Linked DNA regions of Mus musculus: all the other regions are linked to region 2. Evidence: chromatin contacts called from public targeted proximity ligation data. All regions are on one chromosome and are shown on one strand. The core of a region is the stretch at or near the end of the contact, and the rest is flanking DNA. Distances in the headings are between cores, read along the strand shown.

Region 1 (3,019 bases), core at 393-2,892, 130 kb after region 2:
ATTTCATTATCCCTGTAAAGAGGTCTGATTTCCTAGTCCAGTGCTATTTTTGAATATTTTTCAGGCATGGACTGAATATGTGGCTCCCTTGTGGCCATCTCAAAACATAGAACAAGGAGTATTTGCTGTATTAATATCATCTTTTCCTTGCTGTGAGGGGACTAGTTATAAATTAGAAAGCAGCCTCTTGAGAATTCGTATTTTAAGAAATTACCTAGAAAGAACCAAGGGTGTTTTTTTTCCTCTCTCTTTTTCTCCCCACATGGTAAATCATACAGAGACATAGTCTGCCCCAGATCCCCAAGAGACAACATCTTGAGTGCATATGTGATGCTGGGCTCTGAATTGACAAACCCAAGAACTCCAGCGCAAAATAACCGAAGTTCCCCAAGTTAAAAATGAAAGTAAGATCATCAAAATTAGTATTCTTGTTGCATCGTCCCAACAACTTCACAAATAGCCATTAAGCTAGACAGCATCACAGGTAATTGAATTTAAAGAATCAACTTTTATGGTGGATGTGAAGTTACAAATAACCCATCTATCTCCCGCTTTACCCATGTTCTCGCCCCTTTCAGAAGCATCATCACATTCAACAGAAACAATATTAAGCTCGTTTTACTAGAAGGCTTATCCGAATACATGCCATATTAAAAATAGTCATTATATAAATGTTTCTCACAAGAGCTGCAGCGATGGTGTGAATAAGAAACTCCCTTCTGAGATTTCAGTAAAACCAGATCTCACAAAGGATCTGAAAGAAAACAAAACACACACACACACAAAACAAACAGACACACACACAAAGAGACACACACAGAGAATAGATCTTATGTTAATCCAATTTACCATAACAGTTGCTATATTCCCCCACTATTTTATAAAGTACGATTCTGTCCCTTCCTAGAGGAAGCGAGAGAGAGAGAGAGAGAGAGAGAGAGAGAGAGAGAGAGAGAGAGAGAGAGAGAGAGAGAAAGAGAAGCCTGCTCCAGGTGCCTCCGGATAATGTCCAGGGTGGGGGCTAACTAAGCATGATCACTAGCAGCTTATCAAAAAATCACAAATTTTAAATGCAGGAAAATGTTAGTGCTGTCAAATGGTCAGGCATGCAAGAGGAATCTGTCTCACGAGCTCCATGCCCCTCTCAGAATACATACAAACCCCCAAATCCACCAGCTGGATTTTTTCTTTTAAATTGTAAATTAGATATCAAAATGCTTACGGGCCTTACAGTGAGATAACATCAGGAGGAACGGTGCGTGGAATGGATCTCGCATTCTCACATAAAGCGTTATCTTTGCTACAAGTACACACGGCAGGGCATTTTGGCTTCGCTGGTTTCTTCCCCTCAGTCAGCAAAACCACAGAAAAGAGGCATAGGAAATAGGCAATTCTTTTCAGGGGAATGCAGGCATTTCCCATCCTTCTGCTGCTTTCTGATTCCATGCAGTCGAGAGAATATCCCCACACATGAACAGGGCTTCTGGAATTCAGCTGCTGATTGTCTTGCTCTAAGAACAGGTCACATAGGAGTCCACCCTTCTCTGCTTCTCTATCTGCTTTTTTTTTTTTTTTTTTTTTTTTCAAAACAGGGACCTCCAGCTGATTCGTGAGCTGTTCCTCGCTCAGGCAGCGCACTGCTGGGGGAAGAGACCTGTGAGGTGCTGCGAGGTGGGAGCGAGCCAACTGCTGGAGGAAGAGAGCCGACTCACTTCACAGAAAACACTGAGCACAGACCAGTCTTCGAAGGCAAGCGAAGTGATGTAACAGAAAATAAACAGCTTTCTGCTTTCACCGGGAGGCCCTTTAATTGTTACCAAAAATAGGACGGCATTATGTCTTATTAGTGGGTGGGTGGGCGGGCGGGCGGTGGGGCATAGCATCTTAGCATAGGATGTGGGCAATCTCGGGAACCTCTGGGAATTTGCTCTTCATGTAGCAAACAGCCTAGTAAGAAAAACTAGCTTGGGGGACAGTCTTGGCTGGGAAGAGGAAGTTAAATGAAGCTGTCTGCTGTTAAATCCGTGCCTTCCCTGGCAGAGCCCACCTGGTTGATGCCACCGTTGAATGAAAAACCCGTGAACACACGGAGACTGTCAATTTCAGGGGAATACAGTGTGACTGAATACTTCTCTGACACTTATCAACTATTACAAATTATTGATTTTCATAATCCCCCACCACCTTGCACAGCCCACTCCTCCCTCCACGACAGGGAGGCGACAGAATGGTAAGCCGCCCCTGTGTATAATCCAGTCTCCTCCCTTCTTGCTCTCCCTTCTTTGGCAGTGTTCCTTCTAAAAGGCTGGAACGTACTCCCTGCCAGCAGGAGGCAGCCAACTCCAGCTTCCTGGGGCTTTGAAACTGGGTCTGGCTCACCCAGCAGGCTGCAATAAAGTGAAGTGCTAGAGTAAGCTAGAGACCCCACTTGGAGATCCCAGGTCATCTGGAAAGAGCGGATTTTTACAGACAAGGGAGCTATCCTGCCTGTAGAGTGGGGACATTAGGGATGATAGAGACGATAGGACAGATGGTCTCCTCATGACTGTGGGAACCAAATAAAAATCACAGGCTCTTATTGGCATATATCATAGGGAAGAAGAAGACACTCTCTTGGAAAGGGAAGTTTGTTTAAGGACAAAATCAAAATAGTGTGACCTTGGCTGTGAGGTTGTCCAGCCCCAGAGAGTGAAAATATCCTTAGGACAGTAGAAAAGAATGTCCTTTGACCAAGCTGATGGCGGCCATCCCTCATGGTGGCATAGCCACTCTGGTAAGTCAAGCACGGTCCTTCCTTTTCTTGCTTTTAAAAATTGAACGTATAAAATGAATTGTTCGAGTACCCGTGCCTTTATGAGACAAAGCCACCCTTATCAGAGGTCTTTGCCTTGCCATTCTCCCCCCCCCCCCCCCGCCCCTTGTAGCTGACCCTAGGCCAACTTCAGTGAACTCCTTTTGTTTGTTGGCTTAAAAAAAAAAAAAAAAAAAGAGCCTTGCTGTCTGTCTATGTAGCCTGTGA
Region 2 (2,879 bases), core at 316-2,815:
TCTGAAAGCCAGGCATAATGATGGAGGCCCTTAACCCCAGCACTCAAGGAGGCTTAGGCAAGACAACAGAGTGTGAGCCAGCCTAGACTGCACACAGAGTCTAAAATGAGCCAGTCAAAAATCCAATGCCAACTTTTGGCTTATAGTGGCTTGTGCTTTGTTTTCAAAATAACTGTTAGAAACTTGTCTTGAAATTGAAGGGCAAGATTCCTGGGCATTCACGATGTGCTGACATTTTTAGCACGTGCTGCCTGAGTAAGTATGCAGACCCCTTCATTCATGCCCGAATGGAAAACTAAAGAGTTTGCAAGGCCCAGTTCCACATTAGGCCAGAATGACATCCACCCATAGGGTGACTAGAAAAAAAACTGACCTCAGGAGCTCCCGGGTTAGTCAGCCCAACATGGGGTAACCTATCCATGCAAACAAAATCAGAAACCCGAGATCTTTTCTCTTTGCTTTCAGGACAGAAATGTAGCAATACTCATCTCCCCGAGACTTTTCTCTCTTAACTCAGAAAAACACAACTAAGAAGGTAGGAACCTGAGTGGGACAAGAGGCACAGAAGTCGTAGGGCATATTCAGGGGAAGAGACCCCGGAGATTAGATTGAGAAAGGTCTAAAAGATGGGCTTCTTACTGGAAAGCTATTTAGTGGAAAGGGCCCTAGGCAGACAGAGTCTCTGGCAAAAGTAGAGAGCCTTACCTAGTGCTGTCTGGACCTGCCCTACCCAGACCTTGGCAGATGGAGGTGGGGTGAGACCGAATCCCGAACCCCCATCTTCCACGGCCTCTCTTTACTTCTTTGTTAGGGGAATTTGAACGAAAGTTAAGGGTTCTTCACCGAGGCTCCTCGCAAGGTGTACCTCGTTTTAAGCCAGTAGCTAAAAAGTCCCCCTGTCCCCCCAAAGCTTGAGGGTCAGTGGTCCACTGAACTCTTCCTCTCTGCGATGCTGAGATTCCGTGACAAACACTTCCAGAACTCCAGTCTTTCCAACTTGGTTCAGGAAGATCGGTTTACACCCACGATGTGGGTTCCAAGTCGGCTTCCTGCCACCCGCTGCCTGGCCCCTCTCGGTGACCTTTCACCTCTGACTGCCACTGGACTGCGAGGTCCTGTCCCCCACCCCCCCACCCCCCACCCCCCGTCACCAATTTGGGGTTATTAACACTCGGAAACTTTCTGGGTCTCGGCTCAGGCCGGTGCGCAGAGGACCAGACCGACCCCGCCCGCCCGCACTCACCGGGCTCCCCACGCGAGCCGCACGCCCAGGCTCCACACGGCCAGCACCTGCCGCGGCCAGGGGCGCCCTCCGCCTCGACGTCCACGTGCTCCTCGCCGGGGGACGCCGGGTCCGCGAGCTGCAGCTCGGGCTCGCGCAGCTCCACCGCCTCGGCTGCAAGCTCCGCCGCGCTCTCCGGGGGCCCCATCCCGCAGCCCGCGCTCTCCCCGCAGCCGCGCGCCTTCTGGCGCCCGCAGCTGCCGCCCGGCCGCTCGGCTCTTCCGGCCCCCGGCGAGCCGGTGCGTGTGCGCGTGCGCGTGCGCCCGGCTCCGCGCGCTTGTCCTCCGCTGCCCTCCCGCCCCGGGGAGCCCGCCGCCTGCGCTCGCTCGTGCTCTCCGGCTGCGGTGGCTACAGCTGGCGCGGTGACTGTCCCCCACCCCCACCCCAGGGCAGTCGGGCTAGACAGCACACTGGTCCTCCTCTGTCTTTGCACAGACAGGGAGGGACGCTTGGTTCTCAGCCCTGGCGCCTCGGGTCTTGGGGCCTTCTGCTGCTTTAGAAAGACTGTACCTCTGAGCTGGGCGTGGTAGCCCACGCCCTTACTCCCAGCAGTTAGGGACAGAGGCATGTGGGTTTGTGAGTTCAAAGCCAGCTAAGGCTGTATAGTGAGACGCCCTCCCTAAATAAATACATGAATTAAATTAAATTAAATTAAATTAAAAGGGACTGAGTGTCTGTTTACTGATATGGATCACCTCTGTGATGCCCCGAGGACTTCTAAGCATTATGTGAGTTTTTAAACACACTTCGACCTGTCCAAGAATTTAAGGTGTAAACATAAAGATTGAAACATAAAATTGAAAAGGAGGGCTCTTTAAAAATGCAAGGCACCTGGGTGTGGTGGCAAATTGAGTGAAGAGGATCTTTGTGACTTCAAGGCCAGCCTGGTCTACAGAGCGAGTTCCAGGAAAGCCCTGGCAGCACAGAGAAACCCTTTCTCCACAAAACCAAAACCAACCATCCAAACAAACAAAAATTGCAAGGCAAAGGGGGCTGTCTCAACAAACTGAGACAAGTAGCTACCTCAGCTCTGTTAGCTCCAGATTTCAAAGAAAGAGACCGATATTCCAAGTGAAGGGCCTAGGCGGGGTAAATTTTACTCTTGATGAACTAACCAGTACCCCGAGCTCTTGACTCTAGCTGCATATGTATCAGAAGATGGCCTAGTCGGCCATCACTGGAAAGAGAGGCCCATTGGACACGCAAACTTTATATGCCCCAGTACAGGGGAACGCCAGGGCCAAAAAGGGGGAGTGGGTGGGTAGGGGAGTGGGGGTGGGTGGGTATGGGGGACTTTTGGTATAGCATTGGAAATGTAAATGAGCTAAATACCTAATAAAAAATGGAAAAAAAAAAAAGAGGGTGTACTCTGAAGATGGAACTCGTAGACAGGAAATGCATTTATTTTTCATTCCCCCTTAGATGGGACTTCGTCTTTTTCCCCATTGGCTGGGGTCAAACCTCACAGTCTTATTCCATCGCCAGTTTTTTAAGAACTGGCCCTCTTGAAATGAAGGAAGAAGGGGAAAGGGGAAGCTGATCTTTGGTTCTGCAATTCCTGGAATATAGCACTGGGCTTTGTGTAAACAGACATTTT
Region 3 (2,832 bases), core at 157-2,656, 150 kb after region 2:
ATTTTCCACTTGAAATGCAATTCACATTCACGCATTATCTTTTTTATAAGGGAAACACTGAGCAAAGTGGCTCACATATACATCTCAGTTGACCTCACAAACACCTCTGAAGAGAGCATCATTAGCTAGCTTTTATGGACAACAAGAGGAAATGGCGCCTGGGGCTTTGGACTGTGTCAGTTCACTTCTGGTAGATGAATAACTTATTATTTTATTCCCTTTGGTTGAATTTGTATAAACATTTTAATATGAACACCTGCATTACATTTGCACGACTCAGCGCTTCGCACACAGCCTGGTCATGTGTCTTCTATGGCTACCATGCGCCTGTAAGAGCCTCATCTGTAACAATTTGTAAGCCTGAATGTCTGCAACCCAACTTGCTTTCATTCTAGACTAAATCAATAGCAATCCAGCCTCAGGAAGTCTAATCTATTTCTTCACTTGCAGGGTCTCTCTGGGGTGACACCACTTGGTCAGAGAAGGGGACACTAGCACTCTCCTGTGGAAACCTGAAAGCTAAGAGTATAAGATGTTGATGCTGTTACCACTGTGCCTCCTGCTCAGTGGTTGTCTTAAGTCAACAACAGCCAAGGGGACAGAAGGAACACAGAGAAAAATCAGATCTATATGTTTGCACAGTGAGTTGCAGATATTAAAAAAAAAAAAAACAAAACAAAACCAGAAAACAGCCCAAATGAAGCAGGGAGGCGGCGGAGGGGGGAGTGCCTGGAGGGGGGGGCACCAGATGAAGCTGGCAGCAGGTGCTTATTTAATTGCTCCAGCTGCTGCCAAGTGTTTAGCACAATTTCCCCTTTATGTTTCAGTCAGTTATTGGCCCGGGAGCTGGTTTCATTTTTCAGCTGTAACGTGTAGGAACCGTTTCCTCTCTTCCTCCCATTTCGACAGGAAAGCAAGCAGGCAGTTATTCTTTCAAAACTTGCCAATAAATCCAGTCCCTTAGATGTGTTATTATTATTTGCCTCCAAACATGAAATTAGCTTAAATGTAATTCTATGTTTGATTTGATCTCACCAAGGTTGCTACGGTCTGAAATTTTAATTTGCCTCAGAAAGGTTTGATCCAACGCTTCCAACTCATCCTTGTGATTTTGATTCCTGAATTGTGTATCGGAGCCTGTAACCCCCTCAGCTGTTCTCTCTTTAAACGACAGTTCATGTAATTCTCCCACCGATGTGGCACACTTGTTTTTTGCTGTTTTGACTCCCTTTAAATCTGGAAGGTAACCATTGTAAAAACACTGGCTTTGGGTTTCCTTTGTGAGTTATCATACAGCAAATATTTGTGAAAACTGAAAGCCGTGTCGAAACCTCAGTAGGAACAATGTGCTACAACCAGGCCAGGCAACCAGGAGGAATTCAGAAATGCACAAGGTGTGGTCGTTCTCTCTCAGCAGGTTTGATCCCTAACGGAATGTACACAGATACAGTTCAGCGAGAAGAACCACTGTGGTGTGTTAGAGAAGTACCCACGAGTATCAAGTCCTGCTGATGGGAAATGCAACATAAAGACTATGGAAATTCTTCATTTCCTCTCCTTTCTAAACGAATCCTGCTTAGCTAATGCTGTTCCATTATTGAATTGCGATGCACTGTCAGCAGTTTTAATCAGACCAGGGTCCAGGGTACTTCTGATTTAGAATATTTTAGTTTTGGACTTTTGTTTGTTATATTCCAAGGAGAGGGAAGGAGGGAGCTGGTATCATGAGGGCATTAGGAGACCTGGGTTCTGGGTTTGTTTTCATATCAGCCACTTCAGGCCTTGTGCCTTAGCCTGGATTAGGTTGCCATCAGTATGAATGTTTTGAGTGCGATGTCTTAAACTTTGTCCTGGGTGGGACTAGTGTCCACCACAAAGAGCAAAGAAAACCCAAGGCCCGACAAACTGTACCAGGTACCATGAAGAGAGAGGGAAGAAAGAGTCTTTAGGCTTCTGAGTTCTCAACTTTAAATCCTAAACTCTTTGTAGAAAGCCTAGAGGTCAAAGCCACTCAGGTTTGAAAAAGTCTGATTCCTTCTAATTCCCAGTGGGGTGTTGCATTGGCTTTTAAGGATATTAAAGCATGACCTGGACAAAACAAAAAACAAAACAAACAAACAAACAAACAAAACCCAAACAAACAAAAAAAAAAAGCCCCCAAATCCCACATGTGTTGAAAAGATCAACACACTGGTTCAAGTTTGTACTGTACCGTAAGCCTTGAAGATGAAGGTAAGTGAGTTATAATACTTTTATTTCTATAGAAAGAAGTGGCACGGGGTATGGAGGGAGGAGGGCTTGTTTCTTTCTGGCTTTTTCTTGTTCTATATCATAGGCAGCAGTGATCCAAGCCTTGATCACACACAAGCCCGTATGTTGCAGCTGGTCTCCCAGTAATCCCCTTCCTTCTGACTCTTTCTGTCCAGGTGACAGTCTTGCCCCTCCCACGAATCCTACGGTCACCTTGTTGGGTCCCCAAGGGAGTCATTTACCATGTATCTTTGCCACCTGCCGCCGTTCATCACAACTCTATTTTTATTGTGTGTATACATAAGATTACAGCATGATGTTCTGTTTTAATTACCAAAATTAAGAAAAGTCACACGTTCCCTACCTGCAGCTATATTTTTATGCATGTGAGTCCACATGTATATGTAAGTAGAAAGCACCTAAAATATGCACTTACCCAATTTTCAATATGAATACAATATAATTAGCCATAATACTATAAGATCATGAGACTTCAAAGTCAAGGATTTCTGCTTTTACAAGTGCTATCCCCAGCTCAGTGGCTTAGACTTAACACATACAGGAATCACCTGAAAGATTTGT

What was found.
Region 1: a targeted proximity ligation map of the SCID.adh cell line shows a contact between it and region 2, with 15 read pairs. A contact is called at or near these places in 9 of 39 promoter capture datasets (the 3T3-L1 cell line, cranial neural crest, embryonic stem cells and 4 more), 5 of 130 datasets of targeted methods (the SCID.adh cell line, T-cell acute lymphoblastic leukemia, embryonic stem cells and 1 more) and 2 of 9 other capture datasets (adipose tissue and pancreatic islet).
Region 3: a contact with region 2 is called in a targeted proximity ligation map of pancreatic cancer cells. A contact is called at or near these places in 8 of 39 promoter capture datasets (the 3T3-L1 cell line, the C10 cell line, cranial neural crest and 4 more), 2 of 484 Hi-C or Micro-C datasets (embryonic stem cells and nephron progenitors), 12 of 130 datasets of targeted methods (the SCID.adh cell line, T-cell acute lymphoblastic leukemia, embryonic fibroblasts and 5 more) and 2 of 9 other capture datasets (embryonic stem cells and pancreatic islet).

Annotation. Positions count from the first base shown.
Region 1 is chr19:38,263,310-38,266,328 of GRCm38.p6, reverse strand. Lgi1 (leucine-rich repeat LGI family, member 1) reads right to left here and starts at 1,642. Exons shown (of 8, transcript NM_020278.3): 1 at 1,232-1,642; 2 at 683-754. The coding sequence starts at 1,446. Gm32771 (a long non-coding RNA gene) reads left to right here. Exons shown (of 6, transcript XR_003952844.1): 6 at 1,593-1,795.
Region 2 is chr19:38,394,666-38,397,544 of GRCm38.p6, reverse strand. Slc35g1 (solute carrier family 35, member G1) reads right to left here and starts at 1,565. Exons shown (of 3, transcript NM_175507.3): 1 at 1,244-1,565. The coding sequence starts at 1,430.
Region 3 is chr19:38,243,530-38,246,361 of GRCm38.p6, reverse strand. No RefSeq gene overlaps it. Among named protein-coding and RNA genes, the nearest start is that of Gm32491, 14 kb to the left of the region's middle.